Regions from separate parts of the Mus musculus genome. Here all the other regions are linked to region 1. The links are chromatin contacts, called in public HiChIP or PLAC-seq, Micro-C and promoter capture Hi-C maps. All regions are on one chromosome and are shown on one strand. The core of a region is the stretch at or near the end of the contact, and the rest is flanking DNA. Distances in the headings are between cores, read along the strand shown. Region 1 holds the start of Impdh1 (inosine monophosphate dehydrogenase 1). Region 2 has its middle 14 kb from the start of Tnpo3. Region 3 holds the start of Lrrc4 (leucine rich repeat containing 4). Region 4 holds the start of Irf5 (interferon regulatory factor 5). Region 5 holds the start of Kcp (kielin/chordin-like protein).

Region 1 (5,676 bases), core at 2,319-4,818:
GGACCCCACGCAATTCCTAAGGCGCAAGCATTTCTCTCTCTCTCTCTTTCTCTCTCTCTCTTTCTTTCAGCAATGCTTGACATTTGAGAAGCCTTAGAATCATCTGCCATCTTCAAAGCAATTTTCATAAATGAACACATATATTCTACAATCTATTAATTGGCCCTCCTCATGCATAGATGCAGAAGGGGAAGGGCTATTCCCAGTCCCAGACTACACACACACACACACATACACACACACACAGAAGGGGGGTGGAGGGAGGGAAGAGCCTTCATTCTCAGCTCCTGAAAGATCTAGAGACCAGGAAGGAGTCTAAAGAAGAACAATTGTTTTGAGTAGGGATAATAATGTCAGGTTAAAAACTGGGGAAAACTCAAAGGTTTGGGGCAGTGGCATAAACAAGTATACATACAAACAAGGACAGAAGCAGGCAATTTTAAAGTTTTTCCCTTTAGGAGAACCTAAGTGGCCAGTTCTGAGCAACTAACAAGACCTAGATTTCAATCTGGGAGACAAGAAGATTAGGTAGCAAACCCATTCACACATGGAGAAAGGTGGAGGTGTCCAGAAGGGTTATCCCAGACCATTACCCTCTCCCCCAGCCACTAGCCTGCCCTCCTGACATTCCCACACATTTGGGGAGAAACTAGGTGTCCTGGGGACACTCTTCTCCCTCCCTGCCTTGAGAGCTGCTGTGTCTCCTTTTCTCCCCACCCCAGGAAGGCTGGGTTTGTTTACCTCTCGACAGTGTGGTGACAGCCAGGCCCAGGGGAGCCTTGGCTTCCAAGCCACCAGGCTCTCTGGGGTGCCCAACCTCCCCAATGGTACCCCCGGGACCCTGCCAGGAAAACAGAGGCTGTTCCATGCATGTGCAAAGGGAAAGGCGAGTCTCCCATGGAGCTCAGTATTACAGAGGATTTACAGATGTCTTCTTGGCTCTTGGGAGGTGGGCACCAGTGGAGCCCAAAGGATAGGGCCTGGTGTAAGCCCCGAAGACCCTGGAGCATGGGAAAGGAGAGGAGAGTGTCCGAGTCCTTGGCAAAGCAGGGATTGGTATCTGCTTGCCAGGGATCCTCTCGGGTTCTCCAGCACTCAGGGCTTCATTCTAGAAGCCCAGGCCATACGGGGAGCCAGCACTAGAACCTCTTGCTTGTTACTTATAGTCAGAACAGTGAGACTAGCCAGAAGACACACCCTGGTTATTCTGAACCACCCTTCCTAGACACAGAAGAAATAGCCACCATATCAATCATAGGCTCTGAGCATGGCCTGTCCCAGTGGTCTCTCTGGGTTTCTAAGGAGCCTACTCTGGGTCACTATTCCCTACATCATGAGTCAAGACTGGCTCTGGTTCAGGGTTCAGCCAAGGCTGGTGGTGCCCAGAACAGCTAGAACCCATCACCTCAGGTAACTTTAATGTGTCATCTGCCCCAGCCTAGGACTTTGGGTCCCAAGAGAGGAGACTGGCAGCTATGGGGAGGGTCACCTTCCCAGTGATTACAGACTTCAGGGCCCCATTCTCCCTCCTGCTTTGACCTATGTCAGAGCTCTTTATTACTCTAAGCTGCTGGGCTCAAGGCTGGGTTAGGCTGTCCTTTTCTAGAGACTTAATCCATCCCCCTGGCTTCCCCCCTCCCTCTTCCTGCAATTCCCCAGCTGCTTCCTCCACAGGGAGGAGACACCAGGCAACCAGTGGGCCTCTTTAACGCAAGGAAGGGCAGCTGGTCCCCTGAGACTCCCCTCCTCACAGCTTCAAGGGCAGGGGGCAGGCCTAAGGCAGCTGCTCAGGGGAATAGGGGAATAGTGTCCACCAGGGCACTAAAGTTCAGGCAAGCAGTCCAGAGGACTCTATCTGATCTGAGGTTGTTTAGAGGAACAAGATTTCAAAACAACACTTTTAGGGGGGAAAAGGTAAAGACAACATTAGCATTGTTATGCCGGGATAAATAGGCAGGGCTCACCCAAGTTCAAGCCAGAGAGACCAGTAATGCTGCTGGACTGAAGCCTAGGGCTTCTCAGAGAACCCTTGCCTTTTCCTACACCTTCATTCAGGTTGGTGGAGGCAGATAGAGGTCTTAGCTGGCAGGTTTTGGATTTTATACTGGCCTGGCTGGGGTCCAAGTTTACACAGGCCATTCTGAGCCTAAGTGGGGGGCGGGAAGTGTGGGGTTGGCACTGTCCCTTTGATGCAGCAGTACATCTGAAAAAGAGATGCACCTGCCTGAACTCTGAGATTCTACAGTCCTAGTTTCCTTCGAGCTCACAAGTACCGTGGCCCGCTTCCTCCCATATAGTGGCACCTCTCTAAAACCCCAAGCCCTCCAAACTAGATTTCTATTATAGAAAAACGGATGGCAGGTTGCTTAAGCCTAAGTCAGTTCTAAAGAGACAGCCAGCAACGGCAGGAGGGGCTGGGCTTCGTAGCCCCAAAAGCCGTTAAAAGTTCTTACATAAGCGGCCAAACCCTGGGCAGAAGAACTACCTGGCTAATTCCCCAGACCACCCTCCCCTCAAAACCCAGCTGCCAGATCACCTCCCCAAGCTGCTGAGCACCAGCAGATGGGGTAGAGAAAGAAGTCCAAATCCCCTGGACCGGAAGGACAGTAGGATTGCATTTCAAACTGCGATACAATCCAGAGATTAGCCGCTGTCTCTTTTTTCAGCTCGTTCCCTTGAGGCCCAGTTCACTGCCCCAACTCTTTCTCCAGGGACCCTCATTCATTGCCTTTCAGACCCCCTGCATTGGGGTACAAGTCTTTCCAAGGAGTGAACAGCAGCCGCCTCACTGGATCTCAGTGCCTGGTGAGAAAGTGCAAGTACCTTCCCCTAGTCCTAGGGAGACACTCAATCCGGACACCCACACCTATTGAATACATTCTAGGAAGAAGAAAGCTGAGGAGAAAGCGCCGTTGGACCGGGACTCCAACAAGCACTTTTTGTACCCCAGAGGTCGGAGCCACTTGTACCAAGCGTCGCTGAGTGTGTAGTATAGGTCGGATCTTAGATAAAATGTTAGGGAGCGATATTACAACCTGCGCCCTCTCTCCAGCTCCCCGGAGTAACGCGGCACTGAACTGTTTGCACAGTGCCCGCCTGCATCCGCCAGCCAAGAGTCAGGTGTATGACAGTCTAACTGCGTCTGGGGAAGTGCAATGGCAGTAGAGGGGACCTGCCTCTGGCCTCCCCCGCAGCGCTACCCGGTCTCCCGGCGTTGCCGCGCCCTTCTCTGCCGCCCGCCCCGGATGCGCCCGCGCGCCTTGCCCTGGGCGTCACCTCTCCGGCTCGTAGCCGGCCTGCAGCAGGCGGGCGCTGTACCGCTGCGCCGCGGTCTCATGTCCCGGGTGTTGCCGGGCTCCGGGCTCTGGAGCGGCAGCCGCTCCACCTCCCTGCAGCAGCGGCGAGAGCAGCCCGGACTCCGGTGGGGGTGAGAGCGGTTCCTCCATGCCATGCGGAGGCCGCAGCTCTAGGCGGCGGGAGCCTCTCCGCGTGGAGGCTCCCGAACCGGCGTAGGCAATAAGAGCCCCAGTCCGCTCCCGGAGGGAGCGGGGTAGTGGGCGGGGTCTACTGGAAGGGGCGGGGCTGGTTGTTGGGAGGCGGGGCTCTGGAAGAGCTGGTTTGGGGTCCTGGAGTCCATAGGGCTCCGCCCTTGGCACTACGCTCTGTTCCGCCCCCATGAGACGCCACTCAGGCTGAAAAGTAAGCAGATGAGCAGATGGTGAGGTGGAGCGAGGTTTGTGTTCTTCAAGGACCCAACTGAAGAGGACCCTCCGCTGTACCCTGTGTCGTGCACCTTCGAGTTTCTCCTGGTTTCATCTGAGGAAAAGGAGCGCAAACACCAGGGTAATGAACTATTATTGCATGGCCTCTTGGAGTGCTTCCAGTCCTGGGCAAGAGAGGTGGGACACTCCAGCAAGCCCTACCTATTCAACAACCCTCACCATTTCTTTATACTGCTACCCAGGGAAGACAAACAGGCTACTAGCTCCTGAAGGAAAAGACCCTAGTCTTGCCCTGCTTATAGTCTTCCTTTACAGGGAAGTAGGGCTGAGCACACACGCACTAACTCGCATTTGCTCATCTGCTGCCTAGAAAACACTTTCTATTTCAGCTTTGTTACTATTGTCAGCTTTCATAAAGCAACTCTCTGGGAAAGCAAGAAGAGTTACTGCCTTCGGGCAATTTGTTCGAGGAGGCCGAGTAGATAGAAAACAAACAACTGACAATTCTTACACTGAATACTTTTTTTTTTTTTTTAACATCTGACGATCTCAGGAATAAATAATAGACGCTTGGTGATCTGGGGCTGTTAAGATGGCTCAGTGATTAAGAGCACGGGTTGCTTTTCCATAGGACCCTGGTTCAATTCCTAGCACCCATATGGCAGCTTACAACTGTCAGGTTGTAACAGGTGATTCGTTGCCTTCTTCTGGGTTCTACAGGCACTGCATGAACATGCTGCACAGATATACATGTAGAAAGACACCTACACACATAAAATAAATAAAGTTGGATGATCTGCTGGCACTAAGATCCATTTCAAGAACCCAAAATTATGGTCTTTGTGTTGGCTAGTTTGATGTCAACTTGACAGAAGTTAACTCTGCCCTTGGTACCAGACTCTGTCGTGGGCACACACCCCTCCCCCCATCTGAACCAAGTAAATGTCAATTGAGAAAATGATAAAATGACTAAGATCAGGCTGTAGAGCATTTGCTTAGTGGTTGGGAGGCCCCAGCCTACTGTGGGTGGTGCCATCCCTGGGCAGGTGGTCCTGGGTTCTATAAGAAAGTAAGCTGAGCAAGCCATGAAGATCATGGCACCTCCCCATGGCCTCTGCATCAGTCAGTTTCTGCTTCCAGATTCCAGCCCTGTGCCGGGCGTGGTGGCGCACGCCTTTAATCCCAGCACTCGGGAGGCAGAGGCAGGCGGATTTCTGAGTTCAAGGCCAGCCTGGTCTACAAAGTGAGCTCCAGGACAGCCAGGGCTATACAGAGAAACCCTATCTCGAAAAAAAACCAAAAAAAAAAAAAAAAAAAAAAAAAAAAAAAAGATTCCATTCCAGCCCTGCTTGAGTTCCTGTTCCAACTTCCTTCAATGATGAACCACAATGTGAAGTATAAGCCAAATAAACCCTTTCCTCTCCAATATGATTTTGGTCATGGTGTTTCATCACAGCAACAATAACCCTAAGTAGGACAGCCATTAATCCAAACACTCAGAAGGCGGAGCTACAATGATCTCTGTGAGCTCAAGGCCAGTCTGGACTACATAGCAAGTTCCAATCCAGCCAGGGATGCACAGTTAAACCTATCTCAAATAAATACATACATACATACATACATACATACATACATACATACATAAGCAAGCAAAGACAGACAGACAGAAAGAAAGAAAGAAAGAAAGAAAGAAAGAAAGAAAGAAAGGAAAGAAGGAAGGAAGGAAGGAAGGAAGAAAGAAAGAAAGAAAGAAAGAAAGAAAGAAAGAAAGAAAGAAAGAAAGAAAGAAAGGCAAGCAAGCAGAATTAGGCCACACTAGGTGGTGCAGGACTGTAAGTAATCTCAGCTACCTCAGAGGTTGAGGTAATAGGAACACAGCAATTGTGGTGGTTTGCATATGCTTGGCCCAGGGAGTGGCACTATTAGGAGGTATAGCTTTATTGGAGTAGGTGTG
Region 2 (5,676 bases), core at 1,568-4,067, 410 kb after region 1:
TTCTAACCATGAGTTTAGTCTGGCAGCTGGCTTTTGTTTTTCTTTTTGAGGCAGAATCTTGCGCTTGAAATCCTCCTGACTCAGCATTTCAATTAACTGAGATCACAGTGTATTTAACAAGAAATGGGAGCAGGAAACCAACCAAAGCCATGACTACCCAGTCTCAGCCAATCACCTTCAGATAGTCCCAGTCACGTGGCTTCGCAGGATGCTGGACTCTCTTGCTTCCTGGGTGATGTGACTCCTTAGGTTCACTAATGACTCCCATGCCCCCTGCCCCTCTGCCTGGCCAGCGCTCAGGGTATACCAGCTCTGGTTCCACATTGTGGATCTAGACCTTCGACAAAGCCATTGCCCATCCTCCAGTCTTCTAGAGTTCTCTACAGACTGAGACTTGTGATTTCCTCTTCCCCAATGCCCAAATACTTCACCGTCTGGGACTCTAACTTCCATGACTTCTACATCACTCTGTGTTATACATGTTATACATGTTCTACACCTCTATTGCCATAGGTGGGGGTGGGGGGTCTGGACTTCAAAGAAATTTCATTGCTCAACTGCCTTTCTAGCCTCATTAACTCCAGGGCAAGGTCTAGAGTGTCAATCAATGTCAAGCTCTCAAGTCATTGTAAGGAGGATGACAGCCATGCCTTCGTTTTGCTACAAAAGTTTCTTATTGGGACAGCTAGTACTCCCTTCTGATCCAAGTCTGACCTAAATATTGTAGGAATAGTGACGTCCAAAAGTACATCAAACATCTCCAAAATACCCCTACCTGAGTCTTCTTTCCTTTTTTTTTTTTTTTTTTTTTTTTTTTTTTGCCTCTCAAGAGTAGAACATGCAACACACTCGTGTGCGTGTACACACACACACACACACACACACACACACACACACACACACACAGCACCTTACATACCAACCATCTTACCATACTTCAATTCTTAGGACCAGTTGTCCTTTGCTCTGGATTGCTGGGGGGCCAGCTCCGGCGGGGGTGCTCTTCTTTCTTGTCAGTTCTTCTTGAGGCAGTGGAGGGGGAAGAGCGTAGGCGGAGGGTAAGACTTGGTCTTACGAGATTCGAGATTCGGGGATAAGACTTTGTCTTACAAGATATTTAGGGTTGTTGAATAATAAAAAGTTTACTTACCTAAGTCTAAGTTACTATGCTACTGTAGCTGATCTGCCTTCTGCGATCCTCTGAGGCTAGAAACTGCAGTTTCTGGCTCTTAGCACCTCATCCTCAAACCACAAAGGATTAAGTAAATAGCCTTTGTTCTATCTCAGCGGGAACTGCTGGGCTCTAACTTTCAACCTGCTAGTTGGAAGTCGCAGGAAGAAAACTGGTTAGAAGAGAAGTGGTTATAGAGTTTATTACTAAGTTGTAAAAAGTTTCCTATGAAAGTTGCCTAAGGGGAAAGGTGGAAAGATCCTAAGTGGGGAAAGGCAAAAAAATTCTTTCTCCTTTGTCTTCAGTACTTATACATCTTTCAGAATACACGATCACAGGTTACAGAGTTTATCACAAGTTCACACAAAAAATCAAATCATAAATTGAAATAGAAGTTTACAACAGAGAATGTTTACCTGCATATCCATTAGGAGCAATTACCTGGCTAAACAACCATCACCTGTCTCAGCCCCACAGGTTCACTGAAGGTTTAAAACCATCACTAACTTATTAGTGAAGTTTTGCATAGATAAGCCCAGTCAATATTTTATCTTCTGTCCTAGCACCCATAATAAGTCATTAGTTCCCCTTTTATGACCTTTAGTTAAATGTTTTACAACCTCTTGGAATGTGCTCTAAGTAAGAGAAAGTCTGGTTACCATCTAAGAGCAATTAACAGGTGACACTTGGGAGACTGGCAGAGTTTTCATTGCAGCTTTGACTATCAGAAAAAGACCTAATAGCAGTCCAGTTATTGAAAAAAAAAAGAGCTTAATAATCACAGATATAGTTTTAGGAATTCCTATAGGATCATCATTAAGACTTAAGTCATCTATTTGTCTATATAGCATCACTACAAGATAGTACATCTTCTTGGATCTGTAGAGATCTGCTCCAAAGGGGTGTGCTACTACTTAGTGATTGTTATATATATTTAATAGTAACAGGAAAAGCATTTTAATAGCAGAAATCTTTCCTAAAATGAGTCCCTTACAGTCTTGCTTAATAAGGGTGCACCCATCGCAGACTATATAATAGTCCAGAGCAGGCCACTTCAGGATGATCACCTGCTAGTTAATTAGCTTGTCCCATTATGGCTCCTGACACTGGATTAAGGGTTTTCCTGATCTAGGACTTCCAGTGTCATCCTAGGAAAGTCCTGGCAAACTGGGGTGGCTAATCACTCTGATTGTCTTCTATTGACTCCTATAAGAGATTATATGCTATAGGAATCATAAGTGATTCTGCCTCTAACACTCCTTTTTAGAAACTGGTCTCTCATTTCTCCCATCCTTTCTTCCCTATCTCTCCTCCATTCAAGATTATACCGGGAACAACCTTGAAGAGGATGCTAACTCAAGATTCCCAAGGCTATGACCTGTGTCCTTTCTGCACTGGATGCTGGTCTCAATTTGACTACTGCGCCAAGAAATTTAATTTAGGAATTGGACAGAGTGTGTCATCCCAGGCAGAGGCAGGAGGATCAGGAGTTTAAAAACATAGTCAGCTATATAGGGAATTTGAGAAGAGCCGGGGCTACATGAAACTCAGTAGTATTTTTTTAAAGGAATTACTAAACATCTTAAATAATAAAACCTACTGTAGAATGAGCAATACAGGAAGCCTGACAGTAACAGAAGAGGAAACACACACCCAGAAAAAAAGCAGAAACTGAGACAGGACCTTCAGGCTGGTTCACTGTGATTCCCACCCCTGGGTGTGCAGCGTTCACCTGGCCAGCTTTTCTATTGCTATGTGGTTTGAAAGAACTGGGGGAGGAGTTGCAGCAGTGTGTCACTCTGTAACCTCAGGTGTCCTGGAACTCACTACATAGCCCAGGATGACCTCAACCTCAAGGCCACCCTCCTACCTCCCCAATACAGAGGTGGCAGGCATGGGCCCAAAGAGTTTCTTTTCTTTTTTTTTTTTTTTTTTTTTTTTTTTAGGTTAACCTTCTAAAAATTTATTTATTATTTTGGTATTTATTTTTATTTAACTCATTTTTTTAAATTAGGTATTTAATTCATTTACATTTCCAATGCTATCCCAAAAGTCCCCCACACCCTCCCCCACCCACTCCCCCACTCCCCCACTCCCACTTTTTGGCCCTGGCATTCCCCTGTACCGAGGCATACAAAATTTGTACGACCAATGGGCCTCTCTTTTCACTGATGGCCGACTAGGCCATCTTCTGATACATATGCAGCTAGAGACACGAACTCCATGGGGGAGTGGGGGCCGCGGTACTGGTTAGTTCATATTGTTGTTCCACCTATAGGGTTGCAGATCCCCCCAGCTCCTTGGGTACTTTCTCTAGCTCCTCCATTGGGGGCCCTGTGTTCCATCCAATAGCTGACTGTGAGCATCCACTTCTGTGTTTGCTAGGCCTCGGCATAGTCTCACAAGAGACAGCTATATCAGTGTCCTTTCAGCAAAATCTTGCTGGTGTATGCAATGGTGTCAGCGTTTGGAGGCTGATTATGAGATGGATCCCCAGGTATGGCAGTCTCTAGATGGTCCATCCTTTCGTCTCAGCTCTAAACTTTGTCTCTGTAACTCCTTCCATGGGTGTTTTGTTCCCAATTCTAAGAAGGGGCAAAGTATCCACACTTTGGTCTTCATTCTTCTTGAGTTTCATGTGTTTCACAAATTGTATCTTATGTCTTGGGTATTCTAAGTTTCTGGGCTAATATCCATTTATCAGTGAGTACATATCATGTGTGTTCTTTTGTGATTGGGTTACCTCACTCAGGATGATGCCCTCCAGGTCCATCCATTTGGCTAGGAATTTCATAAATTCATTCTTTTTAATAGCTGAGTAGTACTCCATTGTGTAAATGTACCACATTTTCTGTATCCATTCCTCTGTTGAGGAGCATCTGGGTTCTTTTTTTTTTTTTTTTTTTTTTTTTTTTTTTTTTGGTTTTTCAAGACAGGGTTTCTCTGTATAGCCCTGGCTGTCCTGGAACTCACTTTGTAGACCAGGCTGGCCTTGAACTCAGAAATCTGCCTGCCTCTGCCTCCCAAGTGCTGGGATTAAAGGCATGCGCCACCACGCCCGGCTTATTTAACTCTTTTAAAATATAATTTATTATTATTACCATTCTGTGTGTGTGTGTGTGTGTGTGTGTGTGTGTGTGCATGCATGTACAGGTGTGGAAGTCAGAAAGATCTGTTCTAGCTAGAGCTATTTTGCCAACACAGATCTGCTTGTCTAAGACATCCCTAGGCATATGACAGCATCCTTTGAAACACAATATTTTTAATTTTGACGAAGTCCAGATTACCTATTCTTTGCCTTTATTATCTCTGTTTTTGATGTTCTCTGCAGGATGCTGGAAGTTAGAGACATTACTGCAGTGGGCCAGACTTGAGAGCCTTCAAAACCCAGCAGGCTCAGTCCTGGCTTAGAACTTGGTGCGTTTATATCTTTTTATTTGGGCTTGTTTTCTGAGACAAGATCGTCTGTGTAGCCTTGGGTAGCCTGTGGCTGTTCATATGATTCTAGCTCAGCAAGGGCGCCTTCTACCAAGACTCACAACCTCAGAGGGAGCTGACTCCCAAAACCTGTTCTGTGATTTTCACATGCATGCCATGTGTGTGCGCTCTCTCTCTCTCTCTCTCTCTCTCTCTCTCTCTCTCTCTCACACACACACACACACTCATATACAGAAGGCTGAGGCTGAAGGATCTTAGTTCTACATCAACCTGGGCTATATAGTGAGACTCTATCCATTTCAGAGAGAGGGAGGGAGAAAGAGAGGGAGAGACAGACAGACAAAGAAAGGGGGAAGGAAGGAAGGAAGGAAGGAAGGAAGGAAGGAAGGAGGGAAGGAGGGAGGGAGGGAGAGAGGGAGGGAGGGAGGGAGGGAGGGAGGGAGGGAGGGAGGGAGGGAAGGATGAAGGAAAGCCCCCCTAAAGGGCCAGTGTACTGGCTAATTTTATGTCAACTTGATACAAGCTATGGTTATCAGAGAGGAGCAAGCTTCGGTGGAGAAAAAGACGGGACTGTAGCCAAGCCTGTAGGACATTTTCTTAATTAGTGATTAATGGGGGGGGGGCACCCATTATGGGTGGTGCCATTCCTGGGCTAATGAACCTTGGATTTATAAGAAAGCAGGCTGAGGGGCTGGAGAGATGGCTCAGCGGTTAAGAGCACTGACTGTTCTTCCGAAGGTCCTGAGTTCAAATCCCAGCAACCACATGATGGCTCACAACCATCCGTAATGAGATCTGGCGCCCTCTTCTGGAGTGTCTGAAGTCAGCTACAGTGTACTTACTTACATATAATAAATAAATAAATCTTTAAAAAGAAAGAAAGAAAGAAAGAAAGAAAGAAAGCAGGCTGAGGAAGCCAGTAAGCAGCATCCCTCCATGGCCTCTGCATCAGCTCCTGCCTCAAGGTTCCTGCCCTGCTTGAGTTCTGTCCACACTTCCTCCAAGGATGAACAGAGGAGTGGAAGTGGAAGTCAATCTGAGGTGGGTCACAGCATCAGATGAAAGCT
Region 3 (5,676 bases), core at 1,429-3,928, 380 kb before region 1:
TTAGTTGGAATTTTGGTGGTTTTCCTACTTAAAATACATTTACAGATCTATCTTCCCCATTGTCTCTGTAGGGGAAAAAAAATCACCGCTCAACCTTTGGGCACAGTACAAATTTGTGATGCTTTTTAAAATTATTTTGTTTAATAAGATAGATCTGTAAAGACAGCTCTCAGCTTAAGAAAGGTGTCTATAGAAATGGTATTCCTAGATCCTGTAAAGCATCTTCTAAAAATTGACAGATGCAGGCTATCCTCCCTGCCCCCAGCAGCCCACACCCTGCCACTTTAGGGGTGTTGGTTGTTTTAGTTTGTTTTGTCTTAGCAGTTTCCACCTTACAGCAGTTGACTTGAGGCTCCTACCCACAACATTGCCAAGAACCCCTTCCCTCCCCTTTAAATAGAACTTACAAGTTAGAAAATAGTTTTGTTTTCATTTTTTTGTTTTTAAATTTTAATATAATCTTTTTTAACCAGCCCATAGATTTAATATATAAGCATATACAAGAAAAAGTCTCTCCCCACTCTGTACAAAAGTTGCTCTTTTTTGTGCATTCTATTGCATTTTATAAGTTTTTGAGGGAGGGGGAGTCATATTTGAGTTTCCTGTACCTTGTCCTTGGTATGGGTCTGAATTATATAAGGTTCAGAGATAGTGGTGACTGTGGGGTGCAGAGAGTTCCCCAGGCTGTTTTCTGTCCAGTGGGCCCCATGTGCTGGTTTGTAGGTGTTGTAGTTAATATGGTCATGTATTGTGGGCAACACTACTGCCCCCTCACCTGATACACCGGACGGAGCTGCTGTTGCTGCTGCAGGTGCTGCTGCTGGGATGTCTTCATCCACCTGGATAATCTCTACTGTCCTGGCAGCTGTGACTGTACTCCGCTGCTGGTGCCGCTTGCGAAGTTTATAGAAGACAATCAACATGGCAGCAGCTAGGAGAGTCACTGCCACAAAGCAGCCAATGATGATCTTGGTGGTCTTCATGACTTCATCCAGGCTGGTCTGCATCTTGTCAGTGGTATCTGTGGAGGGTACTGGCACCTGCTTGGGCACACGGGTGGTCTGAATGAGCACCGTGGTAGAGGTGGTATATGCCGGCTGGTAACCAGTGGATGTGGTGGGAACAGGCTTGTACTTCCGTGTTATGTCCTCAGGTGATATCTCTGTGGTTTCCACTGTTACAGTGGTGAAGAAGCTGAAGTTGGGGGTGTTGAGCTCGGCCGAGCTCACATTGAGGTAGGCCGAGGCATTGGAGTTGCCTGCCACATTGGTCACCATGCATGTGTATACTCCAGTGTCTATGAGCAGCACACGAGAAAAGTTCAAGGTGCCATCATTGAGAACAGAGATCCGGGGATGCCGGGAGGCGTGGCTGAGCACTGTCCCATTGGGCAGCAACCACTTCACAGAGGACATAGGGGGAGTCCGACACTTCAGTTCTGCCATCCGATCCTCAGAGATATTGAGGTCCCGGGGTGCATCCATGATGAAAGGGGCAGAGCACTGAAAGGCAGCCTGGTCCACCTCTACCAGGTAGCGGCCTCGCATGTGCATGGGAGCATGACAGCGGCCACAGCAGGTGGAATTGGTTGGGATATACTCCCGAAGCCACCAAGCCAGCCACAGAATATCACAATCACAGTTCCAAGGATTGTGGTGTAGGTGCAACTCCACCAGGTATCTCAGGGGTGTGAAGAGGTCATGGGGCAAAGATGAGAGGTTATTGTGGGCTAAGTTGAGTTCCACGAGGGAAGCCAGTCCGTCAAAAGCATTCCGCTCAATCAGGCTGACCTGTGAGTTCATCACCCACAGTTTTTTGAGGGAGCTTAGGCCATGGAAGGACCCAGGCCTGATCTCAGGAAAGTGGTTCCCTGACATCTCAAGCTCCTCGAGCCCCACCAGGGGTGTAAGATTGGGCATATCCTTAATGTTGCACATGCCCAAGTTCAGGTACTTGAGGTTGAACAGCCCCTCAAAAGCCCCCTCAGAGATATACTCCAGCTTCTTGAGTTCCCCCAAGTCCAGACGCATGAGGGAGGGCACCCGGTTGAAGGCATAAGAAGGGATGCTCTCAATGGGATTGTTTCGCAGCCAGAGCTCCCGCAGTTTGGACAGGTACTCAAAGGCCCCACTGGGGATGACTGTCAGCCAGTTGTCGAACAGTTCCAGAGTGTTGAGACTGGCGAGGCCATTGAAGGCCCCCACCTCTATCTGCCTGATGGAGTTCCTGCCCAGCTGCAGGACCTCCAGGTGATGGAGGTGCCTGAAGGTGTCGGCCTGAATCATCTGGATGTTGTTTTCCATGAGGTTGAGATACCGGGTGTTGGAAGGAATACCCTGTGGGACCTCAGAGAGTCCCCGGCGGGTGCACACCACCTTGCTGAACTGGTTACTGCAGGAACAGACGGAGGGGCAGTTTTGGGGCCCGGCTGAAGCGGCAGCAGCGATGGCTGCACACAGAATCCACACTTGCGCCGTGAGGTAGACGACGGGAAGCAGGACGGCATTCCAGGTGTGGTGCACAGTTACCTGCCACAAGAGCTTCATGGTGTGGCACGTTCATAATTCACCATCGCCTGGGATTTTGGCTTGGAAAAGAGAACCAGCCTTACCCCGGCTTAAGTGAGCTAGGAGCTCCTCTTTCCATCTGGAGAAGGAGGTGGGGAGGGGGCGATTAGAGACAAGCAGATCGGCCTAGAAAAACCCTGCGAAACTACTGAGCGGCCCCTCATCTACCAGCCCACCCTCAAGGCCAACCCATAGAAAGCTAAGACTCTCTCCCACGTTGCGACCATCCCCACCCAATTCCCTGTCACCTACCTCGGAAGGAAAGCAGGAAAGAATTAGCGCTGTGTCCTTAAGCTTTCTCCACGAGAGCTGGGCTCATCGTTCCCATTCTGACTTTAGTTTTAATTAACAAAGGGGGAAGTAGTGGGGGCAGGGAGGGCAGAGGGGAGGGGAGGGGAGGGGTAGGGGAGACAAAATGGCTTCTAGTAAATCCGGAGCCGGCGAAGCCGCGGAGTTGAGGCGCGCCAGGGAGAGCCAAGGCCCGGCGGGCTATGCAGGTGCATGCCCCCCCGAGAGCCCGAGGAGCGGCGCCACCAGCGCTTCCCTGCTTTGTCCTTGGACCCTGGCACCAGCTTGTTCCAGTCGCGGGAGAAGGCGCTTCATCGCCAAAGTGTGTCTCCAGCCCCCAGCCCTCTCCCTGGGCCGCCGCGGGGGATGGGGGTGCGGGGGCGCTCCCGAAGCCGCCCAGGCCGCGCTCGCTGGTTGCTGCGCTGCTCTCCACTCTGCTTTCCCAGCGTCGGCCGCCCAGAGCTGGCGGCAGCTGATTGCAGTCGTGAGCTCGCGGGGCTGCGAGAGTTAAGAGGTGTTCGCTGCGCCTTCGCCCTCCCTAGGCACACACCCCCTTTTCTCTTCGCCTCTTCTCGGAAGGGTTAAAAAGACAAAAACTGGGCTCAGTTCTCCAGTCCCGCCGTCTGCTGGTGCGGGGAGCGGTAATCCGTCCAGCCCCAGAGGGGCAGCGGCGTGGACGTGGTGCTGGGACCCAGTCCGCGAACGGAGGAGCGCGCAGCGCCCGCGGTCGCGCCCGCACCGCAGGCCCCTTCAGGGAGTCCGGGGGCGGGCGCGGGTCCGGCAGCGGCGGCGGCCGCAGCCCCCGGCAGCGCGCAAGCGCCCGCCGCCGCCCGCCACTGCTGGGCTCCCGGCGCGCCGCCGGCCCCGGCTTTGTGCGGAGAGTGCGAGTTCGCCGCTGGGCTCCCGGAGCCTTCAGCAACGGAGCTGCCAGCGGGCTGCTGCAGCGGCCAGAGCGCTGGCGACGGCAGCGTGAGCAGTGGGGGTAGCGGCTGCGGGAAACGCTCCGAAGCCGGTGAACATGGTCCCCGCTGGCTAGCGGCGGCGGTGGCAGCAGCGGGGCCCCTGCGCTCGGCGCCCACCGTCTCCTCCTCGCGCCGGGCTCGCGGTGTTGCAGGTGGCAGCCACGCAGACTGCTCTCTCATCCTTTTGTCCTTCAGTCAGAACGTGAATGTACTGCTGACGCATACTGTTCTAGGGAGAAGATTAGCGTGATGCAGTGCTCTTATGTATTAACACCGCTCTCCCTCTGCCGCCTGCCCTCAAGGGGTTAACGCCGCGCCTTCCAGCACGCGCTGGCTCGCGCCGCGCAGCCCCGAGTCGCGGAGGGCTGCCTGCCTTCCTCGCTTCTTCCTTCCTTCCTTCCTTCCTTCCTTCCTTCCTTCCTTCCTTCCTTCCTTCTTTTTCCCCACCCCCCTCCCCCCTCCCCCGCAGCTTCCTCCCCGCCCCCTCTAGACGATCGGAGCGGCCCGAGCGGGCGAGCGGGCGAGCGAGTCCGAGTGAGCGTCAAGTGAGGGGCTGCGCGCTAGTCGCAGGCGTTCGCAGCTATTTTGGTCAGGTCGGAGCGAGTGGCTGGTTGGCCGCTGATAGGCTGGAGCCGTGCGGGGCTGCAGCGGAGACTGCGCGGCCCCCACCCGAGCCACCCAGCACCCTACAGCCGTGGACTGCTGGGCTCAGGGGCCCGGGTGCGGCGGCCCTCGGTGGGGCTGCAGCAGTTGGCCGGCCTCCTACGAGCGCCCGCGTCATCCGCACCCCCGCTGAATGCTGACGGGGTGCCTGGCTGCGCGGCCAGAGTTTGGATCTGCAGGATGGTGGGGACCTAGGGGCAGGCAGCCGAATCCACGCAAGGGCTGCGTTGAGTCAGAAGACCAAAGTCTATGCTTCGCCTTACTCTGTGCCTGTCCTTCCAGTCCCCTCTCTCGAACATTTTCTTGCCCCCTCCCCTCTCCCACAGTAACTAGGGCTTTAAATGATAGTTTTCTTAATGAGGGCTGTGGGGGCGGGAAACAGTGGGAAGAAAGACCAAATTCAAGGAGTCGGGGAAATGACAACCTGGGGAGGATTGAGGTGAGTTCTGAGAACCCATGGTGCAGCAGCCCGTGGTTCATTCATTGGGGAGCTGCCTGCAGCCTTGCCTCTCAGATGCCCCCTTCCCCTCCCCTGTATGCAGGGGCCAGTAAGGTAATTTATGCCTTCTGCCCCTGGAGCTGCACCAGCCTCTCTCTGGGAGTCCCTTAGCAGCTTGCTGAAAGGGGAGTTCTGGTCCCTGCTTTGACAGGCTATTGTAAAAGCATAGGTCAGCATTTGCCAACTCATTTCCTCCATAAAAGAACCTCTTTTCTCAACCATGTGAGGGTGAAACAATCTATAGATTAGCACTGTGCTGTAGGTCCAGTAGAATCACTGAGATCCTCCCAGCTTTTGCCTGTTATCTAACAAGTGTGTTGTTTAACCCCATTGTTCCCACGTGGGCTGTTACTTACGGATGAGGACCCCAGGATTTCCCAACTTCCTGAACTCTACCACAGCCATAATCTCAGTATTATCTGCTTCTTCAAACCCTAAACCTTCTCCAAGTCCTAGAAAGTTCCAATGTCCACAATTTTGTATTCCTGTCCTTTACCAAGACCGTGACATTTATATTCGCTGTCAAGGAAAAACATTAGCATGATATTTTTGAGCCATTTCTTTATGATTCATTTTATGAATGGGTAGAATAAAGTATGTGACTAGAGTCCCACATATACTAAGTTGTAGCACCAGGATTTGAACCCTGACAAGCCCCACACAGATTGGTGTCAGGGCTCTTGGGCGTAGGCATGAT
Region 4 (5,676 bases), core at 1,777-4,276, 310 kb after region 1:
CATCATACCTCAGAAGGCTGAGGAAGCAGCAGTTCATAGAAACAGAGAGGAAGCTGGCTGCAGTGTCCACAGCACAGGTCATAACACTACTGGAACATTCCAAGCCAGGGAGCCACATCAATCTCTGCTCTGGCTCTCCACTGAATTCAGGCAAAGCTGCCTGTGTGGTGCCCCTCAAAGCTCACCCAGTCCTGCTACCTGAAAGGTGTTGAGCCTCATTGTCTCGCCCCACAGACTGGAAACTCCAGCACAGGGAGTTTGTCTTTCTATCCTGGCAGGGGCTTCGGTGAGCATCTGACATCGTCCATGTGTGACAGGGATGGGACCATCTCACTTCAGGGATGGAAAGCTGGCTCCAGCACAGGAGGCGTGTCATGTCTCACAATTCCTGGGATTTGATGCCCCATTGGACTCACAACCTGATGTCACACTCGCAAGTTCCCAGACAAACAGGCCAGTCCAGAGAACCTGCAAAGCCCAGGCCAGAGAAAATGGGGTTGGGCAACAACGGCAGCTGGCATTTCTCAGGCCCTGTCTAAAGTGGGCTGGCCTCGAGATGACTGGAGTGTGCTTAGCTTCTCCTTAAGTCACTGTCATTTACACTGGGTTTCTTTCGGTTCCCTCTTCCTCTAACTCTCTCTGTGCCTTTACTTGGACCATGGCTTTGCCCAAAGCCAACAAAGTTACTTCTTATCACAAGCTCATCTGTGACAGCGTCATACCACTGGTGGGGGAGTCACCGGACCTCCTGATGCCCTCCTAGGACTATGGAGTCTTTCTGCACCCTGTTGGGCCCCCCTGAATGAGCAGGGGGAACTGAGATTAATTTTAAGCATCAGAGTGGGGCCTCACTTCCCTTTTGCCCGTGACAGTGCACAGGAGCCTAGGGGACTCTTCGTTCTTGGAATAGCTGGAGTTCTGTTCACTGAATGAGCACTACCCCTTTCCTTCCTCCAGAAACAGGTCTCTGGCTCAGGGCAGTTTTTGGCTAAGGGGCTCCTTGTCAGGGAAGACAGGATCTGAATGGAGCAGAATCTTTTCGGAGCCCCGTTTATCTTATGGCCTGCCGCTGAGTTTAGGCCTCAGCTGCCCCAGTGCAGACATGCGCCACTGTGACTGGATCCACCCAGAGTTTTAATTTTAAAAATGTGAAACAGAAGGACACATGGCTCAGTGATAGAGTGCCTAGCATATATGAGAGGGTAATATATTCAGCAGATACAAATAATATATTTCCATTTTATATTCAGCTACAGTGAAAGGAGGGGGAGATATATAGAGAGAAGGAAAACAAAAACAAACCCACTGGATTCTCTCTGCTCATTGAAGTCTAATCCAGACATCCCTGGGAAGGCAGCAGAGGTTAAGGAAGAAGCCACAATTCTAATTAATTAATACCACGGTATCTGTCAGCAATCTAAGGCTTTAAATGTAGAGGGTAAACAGTATGTCTACAATGTATATATTTTACTTGCTAGCTAAAGTGAACAATGGGGTGTGTGTGTGGGGGGGGGGGGGGTAAACAAGATGGCTGGCAAGCCTGACAGCCTTAGTTCAGTCCCTGGGCCAGGCATATGAAGGAGAGAACTGGCTGAAGTTGTCCTCTGACATACTCATGCTTATGTGTACCCACAGATGTACACACAAAATAAATGTAATAACATTTTAATTTAACAATTCATTCAGAATATTTGTGTATTAAAAATATCTCTAGGACCGAAGAGATAGCTTGGTAGTTAAGAGCATCTGCTGTTCTTGCAGTAGACCTGGATTCAGATCTCAGCACCCACACCCCCTCGCTCACAACAGTCTCTAACTCCAGTTCCAGAGAATCCAGCGCCCTCTTCTGGTCTCTGCAGGAACTGCATGTTCACGATGCACATGCATGCTGACAAAATACTCATATACATAAAAAATAAAATAAATCACTAAAAAGAATTAAGATGGTAAACATTTAAAATATATGTGCTTATATCTTTAGTTAAGCTGCCTGCGATGCTACACCAAATCTCAGCTACTCAAGGCATCTGAGCCAGGAAAATCGTTTGATTCCTGGAGTTGGAGACCAGCACCGGCAACACAACTTTTTACCCTTAAAAGAGTTAAAACCCAAGAAACAAATACAATAACCCTTTAGAATTATGACAGGGCAGAGAAGGCAGGCACTTAGTAGCACAGTGCTTGCTTAGAATGTGCAAGGTCCTGGGTTCCATTATCAGTAAAATACAAATATAAAAATAAAAATTACTATAGATCATGAACCATGCAAGACAGGGTTGGTTCCCAACTAAGCTGAATTTCAGTGGAAATTAGACGTTAAAATCATATGGAAAAATCAAACGGAAAGACTCTGGAAGTCGTCTCCACCCCTCCTCCAAACCAATCAACAAATTACACCAAAACACAACAAACCAAAAGCTGACTCAAGGAAGGGGTAGACCTTCCTGGAAAAAACACTTAGACTATCAAATAATATGATGCTGACCCAAAAGTTGAAGAGTGAGAATCAGCGAATAATGTTCCTACATGAACAGGATGTGTGGAAGTTGAGGCCAGCATCGACTCGGACAGGAAGGCCCGTTTATGGAACCGGGAGGTCGGGGTGGGGGTGGGAACCCGCTCAAAGGGCAAACCCAAACCACGGTGAAGGTAAGGGCAAAAGAAGAGGTGGGCTTGTCAGTCACATGGTGAGTTGGAGCGGTCCGGAGGGCCAGTGTTAAGGCTGAGGAGACAGAGTGGCCCAAGGTATGTTGAAAGGGAGCTCTCAGGGGTCTCCCAATGCCCTGGAGTGTGGCTCCATCGACGCCCGCGCGCAGCGGATCTCCAGCTCCAGGCGGGCGCGGACTAGGTGAGGACAGGCTACAGGGTATCTGGGGACTGGGTGATGGATGACTCTGTCTCCCCGGATTCCCAAAGGAGCCCGGCGAGGGGCGCCGAGCTGTCTGCGGTCTCGCGGAGGCCCCGGGCTTCCCCGCGGTGGGCGGTGGATGGGTAGGGGCCCGGGGCGCGGGGTGGTGGCGAGGGGCGGGGCGGGGCGCTGCCCCGGGCGGGGGCGGCGCGATGCGGAAGTGCGGGGCGGGCTGGGCGACCCGCGGGCGGTGCAGCTCGGCGAGAGCTCAGCTCGGCCGCAGCGCCAGGCCGGGGCTCCAGGCTCCCCGCGGGCGCACAGCAAACAGGTAGGTCCCGGGGCTGTGGGCTGTGTTGGGCTCCTCGCCCCGAGGGCGGTGGGAACAGCCCCGGGCTTCAGCCAAGCCACGGCTCCGACCCACGGCGACCTGCACGCCCCGGGCACCTGCCAACGGGGCCAGCGGGGTCGGGATCCCGCTCCTCCGCGGTGGGCGATGATCGAAGGCGGCGCCGGGCCAGCGCGAATGGCTCCAAGGCGCTCCGCACCAGGCCAGCTCGGAGTGCCGGGCTCCGGCCGCCAACGTTCGCATGCTCGGGGAAAGTCCCAAGGGCCCAGTGGACATCCCCACTGCGCCTCGCCAGGGTCAAGGATGCCAAGCGCCCTGTCACAGTCTGGCGGGGACCAGGGAGGAGCGAGTTTCCGACCCCGACCCTGTCGGCACACAGCTCGTCTCTCCTCCCCGGCCACACCTCACTTTTTCGACTAAAGAGGTTGAGGTGTCAAGCAGCGATCCCTCCCAAGGATCTTAAAGCCAAGGACAGGAATCTGTGGGAATAGAGTTTGAGGGGAGACGTTGTCAAATAGAGGCTCTGCTCCTTGACTCGTAGCTCAAAAGGGGACGACGATTTATTCTTAGCTGTTGAGAAGAATCGGGGCGGGGGCTGATTAATGCTTGGTCTAGTTTCTTGACGGCCTGCCCCTAAACTTAAGAAGTAACAACTTAGAATCTGAACGTGAAGGGAAAGTGTAGTTGGGCCGAAACGCAGGCGGAGAGATGTCCCGGGCCAGTATTCGCCCTCGGTGCAGATGTCTCCCAGACTCCAGGTGTCTCTCGAACCTCCAGAGGACCCAGAGCGGGTACCTAGTAGCAGGGGTGGAAGTGGGGGCTTTCTTGGCCTCCTCCTGGCATAGCAAGGCGGACACGTCCCGGTCCAGAGGAGCGGACCAGGAACGGACACTAAGCCAGTAACCCCGCGATGACTCCAGGGGCTGACCCAGGTTCCTTCCCACCCCCACCCCCCTTCCCTCCGCGTTATGCCCCGGGTGGAGTCTGCCGGGATGATCAGGAGGGAACGACCTGGCCTGAACTCCAAAGTGAGGATAAGTGATCAGGACCAGAAAGGATGTGGACGGGGCTGACGGAGGCTGGAGAGGCTAAAAGCCTCGCATGAGGACCTGTGTGATACAGTACAGCATTCGCCCTCTCTACTCCCTAAGCTCCTGGCTAAAGTCTAGGAAAGAGATAGGTAGGAGACCACTCCTATTAACTAAAAGTCCTTCGGGGGTTTTCCCTTGAACTCTGGCCTTCCCCCAGCCTGCCCCTGGGAGGAAGCCGGGAGAGGGTTCTTCCTGCCGCACCTGCTGCCCCAGAATCTCAGCCTGTGTGCACTCTGAAGGGGCAGGGCCCCGGGTGTGTCGCTCACCTGGAGAGGGCGGGATTTATGCTCATGCCTACTGCAGGTAACCCCTGGATGTTGCCTTGAACTGGGTGTGGGGTTTAGAACGGGACAATTCGAGAGACAGGAGGGGTTCGAAGCTCTGCCTTTATTCCTTCCGTTATGGCAGCTTCTCCCCACCAGCTCCGGAGTTCTCAGTGATCTGACTGCCCAGGCAGCCTCTCCTGGGACTTCATGACCTTGGGGTGAGCTATGGGGACTCTCCATCGCAGTCGGGATTCAAGGGCTGCTTCCATGCCCCATCACATGTGGGATACTTCCTGAGGTCTGACATGGAAGATGGTGGGGGCTCTGTTCGTTTCTCCTTTTTAGGGCTCATAGCCAGACATCTCAGTCTGCGTTGTGTGTCAGCACTGCTCTTATTCAAAACCTCCAGACCCAGGAGCGGGCAGTCATGTTTAGACGCTGCAATTGTGAACTGGCAGGCAGGATCTGACTTAGATCTAAGCCTTTTTTGTTGGGCAGGAGGGAGCTTCTGTGGGGTAGATGCTGAACTTGGTCCTGCTCAGGGCGAGGCTCCTGTGCATCTAGCTGCAGGTGGTGCCTTCTGCCCCTAGATGAACACACCCTCCTCTCATGGCCCTGGCTTGCTGTGGGGATCATTTCTCTACGTCACTACTCCATTAGAAGGGACTGCCGCTTCCTAACACTGAGGCCAGAGCAACAATTTCAAAACCTTTCTCTGATTTAATTTATCATCATCAGGCTGAGACAGAAAGAAAGCTGCAGTGTTCCTTGGCTCCTTCTTGGTCTCCGAAGCAGGGCAGTGAGTGCTCTGCTCTTCCTGTTCATACTACTCTTGACATGACTCTCTCTCTCTCTCTCTCTCTCTCTCTCTCTGTGTGTGTGTGTGTGTGTGTGTGTGTGTGTGTGTGTGTGTGTGTGTACATCACCCTCCATTCTAAGATCAGAGCTGCTTAGGAGCTATAATGGGAGACAGAGAGGATGATGTTGAGGATGGGGTGGGGGTGGGTCAGCCGAGTGAGTCAGATCTCTGAGTTGTCCCATCGGGCTACTTTCATTTCCCTTAGGTCAGGGTGGAGGCTGGCGCAGAAAGAGGAACTAAGCCACCTCTTCTTAAGCTTGGGGGCA
Region 5 (5,676 bases), core at 1,951-4,450, 290 kb after region 1:
ACCCATGCTCCAATAATTACAGAGTAATTTGCAGGGAGGAGTGAGTCTGGCTGGTCGTTACTTGTGAAGCTCCGTCTGGTCTTAAACTCATGCCAATCCTCCTGCCTCAGTCTTTCAGGTGTTGGCACTACAGGCATGCATCACTCTGCCTGGCTTTTAAAGATGTTTATTGCCCAGCCATAATCTTTCCTAGTGGTGCCTTAGGCTTGACAGTATTCCATTCCCTTTGCCAAATCCATGAGAGATTATGTGGGCCCGGAGACTCTACGTTTCTAAAAGAAATTACGACCAAGTCAGACTAAGAACCTCTCTGTGTTTTCACAACAAAATTCTAAGGGCTAGGGAGATATACCTTAGTGGTACAGTCCTCGCCCAGCATTGTGAGGACCTGAGTTCACTCTTAAGCATCATCAAAACAATAAACCAACAGACAAAGCAAGAGCCAGGGAGATGGCTCAGTGGTAATGAGATCAACTGCTCCTTCAGAGGACCTGATGTGGTTCTCAGCACCCACGTGGCGGCTAGTAACAGTCTGTAACTCCAGTTCCAAGAGCCTCAACACCCTCTTCTGGACACACATGCTGTGCCTACGTTCAGACAAACACCCATACACATACAGTAAAAATAAATCTTAAATAAAATAGCAACAAAGGTTGGTTGTTGTGGTGCAGTGCCTTTAATTCCAGTACTTGGGGGACGGGAGTAGGGGGATCTCTGTGAGTTCAAGGCTAGCTTGGTCTACATAGTAAATTCTAGGACAGAGGGATGTATGTAGAGAGAACAACAACAAAGCCCTCTATTTTATCTCCAGAGCTTCCAGAACTCAAGCCCGCTCCTTCTCCCAATATACAAAGCCCACCCTAACCCATCCCTGCCTCCACGGTACCTGCTTTCTGAGGTCAGTCACCTCTGCCTCCAGCCGTTCCAGCCTCTCCTCCAGGGGGCACCACTGCTGTTGGTGGGTCTCACCAGGGACCAAGGAGTGGGAGGGTGCCTGCTGCTGAGAGATAGCATCAGCAAGCCTAGGCTGCTCTCTGGAGACCTCTCCACCTGAAGGGCACAAGAACCCAGCTTGGCCTGTAGACAGAGGCTGGTTAAGGTCTCCTGGGTTCCGTCCGTCCTCTGAACCATACAGGGGACAAGGGTCCTCCTGTGCCCTCTCCTTTCCACCTACTTCTCCAGGGGAGGAGACATGGTCTCTGAAGGTGCCAGAGAGGAAGCAAGGAGGCAAGAATATCATGAGAACCCAGAAACGAGAGGAGGCAGATGCCCTGAGAGCACTGAAGTGGCCTATGCCAGCTTCCCAAAGGGGACACAGCAGTATCCCAACCCAGGCCCCCCTGCAGCCTGCTCTGATTGTAGGGATCTTTAGTCATGGAGGTGGGGTGCTCGGACCATCCATCCACTGTGGGTCAGAGACAGCTCGGAGGTCTGATATGTTATGCTAGGATCAAGAGATAACACAGGCTGAAATGAAGACGAGGATGTGGGATGCGTGCAAGAACGAACTGGTGTGTGTATGTCCACGCGTGTCCACTCATCTATACCTGTCAGTAAAGGAGCTGCATGTGGCAGAAGCCAGGAACCCCCATATTGGATGCAGTGGGCTCTGGAAGGCAGAAGCTAGCTGTGCTGTGTTGGCAACAGCATGCAACACTCCAACAGATGCAGCACTCCAGACAGAGAGGGCAGCCTGTCCCTGGGACTAGATAACATTATGTCCAGGAAGGAAGCCCTGGCCTCTGAGCTTAGGCCTGGGGTGGGGCCCAGCTACATTTCTCTTCACCTTATGCCCACTCTCAAGGCAGGAAGGTAGAGGCGAGGGCACCGGCCACAGACATCATGGAGTGGAAGGGTCCCCAGAAGTGCTGACCAAGAAAGGGGCTGAAGGAGATGTCTGGCCTTTCTTTCTCACAGCGGCAACTCAATCAGGAAGAGCTGGAGTAACTGAAAGTCTTTCTCCCAGGGACACTAGGCCTGCGAAGCAGGGGGATGTCACCTGCTCCTTTCTTTCTACTGTCACCATAAAGAGGAGGACGTTCCAGCCCAATTTCCGGGGCTCAATAAATGCCACCCCAACTCTGGGGTTCAGTGCTACTCTCCGGTATCCCTTAGTTCCCACCAGTCTCTGGTTTCCCTCAGTTGTCTCATAATCCACGGCCTCCCCCACCCCCACCCCCATCCCACTGTCTTCACAGAAGCTGAAGAGAAAGTCTCCTACTGCAGTCTGTCCTCTCTCCACAGCACAAGGCGCCAAGCAGCAAGTTAAGACTTCATCTGTCACCACAGCACTGCCCAGCTTTCCACCCCACCGCCATACAGCTCTCCCCACCACAGGTCCCAGCCGGTCTACCTTCACACCACCAGCATCCCATGCATTCTGTTCTCACCTTGTCCCCAGAAATTGGCACTGTCTTGACATGGTCTCCCTGCCCAACTTCCATCCACAAGGATGATGCTCGCGGGCGGGGTCTCAGTATCTGAAACCCCAAGCGTGACCTCCTCTAGCGACCCAACCCTTAAAGCCCCAGCACCCAACCAGCTCCTCCCGCTTTGCTTAAGCAGGCACAACGGAGGGGGCCGAGGAGCCATTCAGGGTGTCCTCTTGGATCCCCAGCTGAAGACAGGCTCAGTCCCTTTTCCTGGAAGATCTGCAGAAAGTCCTGGAAGTGGCACGAATCTGGTTGCTCCCCAGAAACTGTCTTCAGGTTTCCCCTTACCCTCCTCCTACTCTGCTTTTGCAGAGACCAACCATAAGTGCAAGCCGGACAGGACTAAGTCATTTCCCACAGAGAGCGCTCCCCTCCCCCTCTCCTCAATACAAATAATTAACTTCAGATACTCAGATGCCAGGACAGCCTCTGCTTCACCGCTACTTAGGACTCCTTGGCAGGGACCACAGAAGGACCCGGCCCAGTTCAGCAATCCCTGTCTGGCCGCCCTGCCCCCACCCTGCTCGCCCACCGACGGGGAGGACGGAGAGAGAGCACCAAGGCCGGCCAGCGACGCGCAACCCAGGCGGGGATGGAGAAGTGGTCTGGCCCGGTCCGACGGTCTGCTGGGCTGAGCCATAAGTTGGGGCACACCCAGGACGCTCCGACTCACCCCGCGCGGCCAGCGCCAGGCTCCCGAGGTGCAGGAGCAGTGGTAGCAACGCCGCCCGAGCCCCCGCCATGCTCGCTCGACCCGCCTCGCTTTAGGTCTGTGCTCAGCCGGCGCTGCGGGAGGCGGGGTGCGGAGACTCAAGCCGCCGCCCACCCAGTCTTTGTTCAGGGAGGGCTCCGCGGTTCTCCGCCCCTTGGTGCCCGCTCCCCTATCGCACCTAGGGCTTCTCACCCCACCCCACCCCAATCCACCCCACCCCACCCCGTTCCCCTGAGGATCCTGACCCATAGCAGTCTTCCAAGCTCTGCAGGAAGTTGGGTGCGGGGTAAGCGACCAGGAGCAACCATGTCCCTGCCCTTTGGGGTTGCTCATCCTCTAGGGGGTCCCAGTGACAGTCCCAGTGACTTTACTTCCACCTCATGGGCTTATGGGAACAGAAGGCTGAGCTGGACTGAAAACCCTCTGCAAGGGGCTGGAGAGATGGTTCAGTGGTTAAGAGCATTTGCTGCTCTTGTAGAGGACTTGAGTTCCGTTCATAGCACCCACGTGGCTGCTCACCATCATCTATAATTTCTATTTCAGGGAATCCAACGCCCACCTCTGACCTCCCCAGCACCAGGCACGTATGTGATGTATGTTAACATAGTTCTCTCTCGTCCTTGCTTGCTTCCTTCCTTCCTTCCTTCCTTTCTCTCTTTCTTTCCTTCTTTCTTTTGTTCTGTTTTATTGGGCTCGTATACCTGTTTCCCTTCCAACCTTTGCTCCACCCTAATCCCGTCTAAGCCCCCCAAACTAAATATATAACCCCTAACTTCCCGCAGGGCCTCTGTTATCCCGTTTATAAGCAGTGGAACCAGCATCCACAGTACAGTGAGCAGCAGACAAAGTCACCTAAATTAAGAATCCAGGGAGCTGAACTGCAAGAAGCCTGCTATGGAAATTGGTGTGGTGGCATACACCCGCAATGCCAGCTTTCCCAGTTGAAGCAAGGAGATGGGAGGATTCAAGGCCACCATAAGCTACAAGAGCAGGTTTGAGACCAGCCTGGGATATGTGAATGAAATCTTAAATGAAACACAAACACACACACACACACACACACACACTGGGAGGGGAGGGGTTGTCAGATGGTAAGAACTCAGAACAAACAACAGTCAGTGTTGATTAAAAGCACCCACTCTTCACTTCCACATCTCTCTCCTGGAGCCCACCGACCACATCTACACCAGATGCAGGCCAAATGCCCAGCCTCCCTTCTCTGGCTGGCTGGGCTCCTTTTCCAAAGTCTGGACTCAGGGCTCAGCAGGAGTAGGAAGCCCTGGGCTTACTTCAGGGGAGGAGCCCAAAGTGAGGAAATAGGAAAATGGTCCAGAGCCTAGGACTGGGAAACAGCTCTGTGCAGCTGGGAAGGCAGGATGGGGCCCCATGTTCACAGCAGAGGGACACGGAGGGTGGGGCTGTAAATCCAGCCAAAGAAGTCCCTGCCTTGGCCTTGAAGACCTGGAATGTGAAGTCACCCTTCCCCAGCTGGGGCAGGGCAGGAACTGAAGGTCTCCCTCTGGAGTCAAGGCTTGAGTAAAAGAGGGCAGGGTCTCTTCGCAGATGTGAGGGCCCCTCTTGGGGCTAAGCAGTTTGCAGCAGGCGGAGGGGAGACTGTGACTAAACCTTTCCCCTGTGACTTGGAGCTAGGGTCACTCAGCAAAGGAAAAGCCAGAGCCAATGGAAGCCAACGGAACTAGGAACTAGCAGCTCTTGTCCAAACCCGGAAGTAATGAGAGACAGAAAGAGAGAGACAGAGTCACAGACAGAGACAGAGGAGACACAGAGACAGAGACGGAGAAGGAAAGAAAAGAAAAGAAGAGAAAAGAATATCCTGGAGACAAGTCTCTAGTCCAGGCTGACCTCAAAGTCCATAGGTAGCCAAGGGCGAACTTGGGCTTCTGATTCTCTGCCTCCTGAGGTCTGAGGTTACAGGAACTTACCACCATGAAGATTATATTCAGGGTTCCAGATGGAACCCAGGGCTTCATGCATGCAAGGACTCTTTCAACTGAGCCACATCTCCAGCAGGAACATTGTTTCTGTCACCTGGGAGCCTCTTGCAAAGCGGGTTAGGATGGCAGACTGGTCAGGAACAAGGTTGCCAGGCCTCAGTCGGAGTCTGGCCTATTGCTTAATTCTGTGTGATCTCAGACAAGAGGCGTCACTTTCAGTGGCTGATTTCTGTCTCTTGTATTTATTAGTGTTGGGGGAGCAGGTTGGCGGTGTTTGGGCCCGTGCGTGCCTCAGCGCCACAGCATGTATGTGGACCTAAGAGGGTGATTCCAGGATTCTCCCTCCTCTGCAGACCTAACTTGGGTCATCACCCTTTTCACTGTAAGCCATTTACTCTGCTGAGCCATCCCACCAGCCCACAGTAGCCAATTTCTCATCTTTGGCCCTAACCTCTAATTGCCTTCCTCAGAAACTATTTGTGTGGATTGAAAATATTAATCCTAGCCAGGCCGTGGTGGTGCATACCTTTAATTCCAGCACTCTGGAGGCAGAAGCCACCAGATCTCTGTGAGTTTG

What was found. Promoter capture Hi-C pulls out the DNA fragments that hold promoters and counts their contacts. A called contact is a pair of places that touch in the nucleus more often than the background predicts. HiChIP or PLAC-seq counts read pairs in DNA pulled down with a chosen protein or histone mark.
Region 2: an H3K4me3 HiChIP or PLAC-seq map of bone marrow-derived macrophages shows a contact between it and region 1, with 3 times the contacts expected there. The contact joins the enhancer-like site here to the promoter of Impdh1 in region 1. A contact is called at or near these places in 5 of 39 promoter capture datasets (cranial neural crest, frontonasal cranial neural crest, hippocampal neurons and 2 more), 4 of 115 datasets of contacts at active chromatin or transcription factors (bone marrow-derived macrophages, embryonic stem cells and neural tube) and 2 of 9 other capture datasets (adipose tissue and embryonic stem cells).
Region 3: a contact with region 1 is called in a Micro-C map of embryonic stem cells, with 2.4 times the contacts expected there. The contact joins the promoter of Lrrc4 here to the promoter of Impdh1 in region 1. A contact is called at or near these places in 2 of 39 promoter capture datasets (hippocampal neurons and liver) and 2 of 484 Hi-C or Micro-C datasets (cortical neurons and embryonic stem cells).
Region 4: a contact with region 1 is called in an H3K4me3 HiChIP or PLAC-seq map of embryonic stem cells, with 15 read pairs. The contact joins the promoter of Irf5 here to the promoter of Impdh1 in region 1. A contact is called at or near these places in 11 of 39 promoter capture datasets (the 3T3-L1 cell line, the C10 cell line, the HPC-7 cell line and 6 more), 4 of 484 Hi-C or Micro-C datasets (cortical neurons, embryonic stem cells, muscle stem cells and 1 more), 6 of 115 datasets of contacts at active chromatin or transcription factors (bone marrow-derived macrophages, embryonic stem cells, forebrain and 1 more) and 2 of 9 other capture datasets (adipose tissue and liver).
Region 5: a promoter capture Hi-C map of embryonic stem cells shows a contact between it and region 1. The contact joins the promoter of Kcp here to the promoter of Impdh1 in region 1. A contact is called at or near these places in 13 of 39 promoter capture datasets (the 3T3-L1 cell line, the C10 cell line, the HPC-7 cell line and 7 more), 2 of 115 datasets of contacts at active chromatin or transcription factors (embryonic stem cells and forebrain) and 2 of 9 other capture datasets (adipose tissue and embryonic stem cells).

What each region holds. Positions count from the first base shown.
Region 1 is chr6:29,212,796-29,218,471 of GRCm38.p6, forward strand. Impdh1 (inosine monophosphate dehydrogenase 1) reads right to left here and starts at 3,569. Exons shown (of 15, transcript NM_001302933.1): 1 at 3,277-3,569. The coding sequence starts at 3,446.
Region 2 is chr6:29,621,219-29,626,894 of GRCm38.p6, forward strand. No RefSeq gene overlaps it. Among named protein-coding and RNA genes, the nearest start is that of Tnpo3, 14 kb to the left of the region's middle. Within about 2 kb of position 2,818, at least 3 of the 459 cell types and tissues checked have an H3K27ac peak or open chromatin away from gene starts, as enhancers often do. A contact at or near this core is called in bone marrow-derived macrophages, where this site is marked.
Region 3 is chr6:28,829,069-28,834,744 of GRCm38.p6, forward strand. Lrrc4 (leucine rich repeat containing 4) reads right to left here and starts at 2,679. Exons shown (of 1, transcript NM_138682.2): 1 at 1-2,679. The coding sequence starts at 2,546. The coding sequence ends at 588. All of the region lies in intron 16 of Snd1 (staphylococcal nuclease and tudor domain containing 1), which reads left to right.
Region 4 is chr6:29,523,599-29,529,274 of GRCm38.p6, forward strand. Irf5 (interferon regulatory factor 5) reads left to right here and starts at 3,027. Exons shown (of 9, transcript NM_012057.4): 1 at 3,027-3,176. It overlaps Gm26627 (a long non-coding RNA gene), which reads left to right. Exons shown (of 3, transcript XR_868831.3): 3 at 279-1,106.
Region 5 is chr6:29,504,752-29,510,427 of GRCm38.p6, forward strand. It overlaps Kcp (kielin/chordin-like protein), which reads right to left and starts at 3,201. Exons shown (of 38, transcript NM_001029985.4): 1 at 3,106-3,201; 2 at 887-1,050. The coding sequence starts at 3,175. It overlaps Gm26627 (a long non-coding RNA gene), which reads left to right and starts at 2,421. Exons shown (of 3, transcript XR_868831.3): 1 at 2,421-3,200; 2 at 3,688-4,136.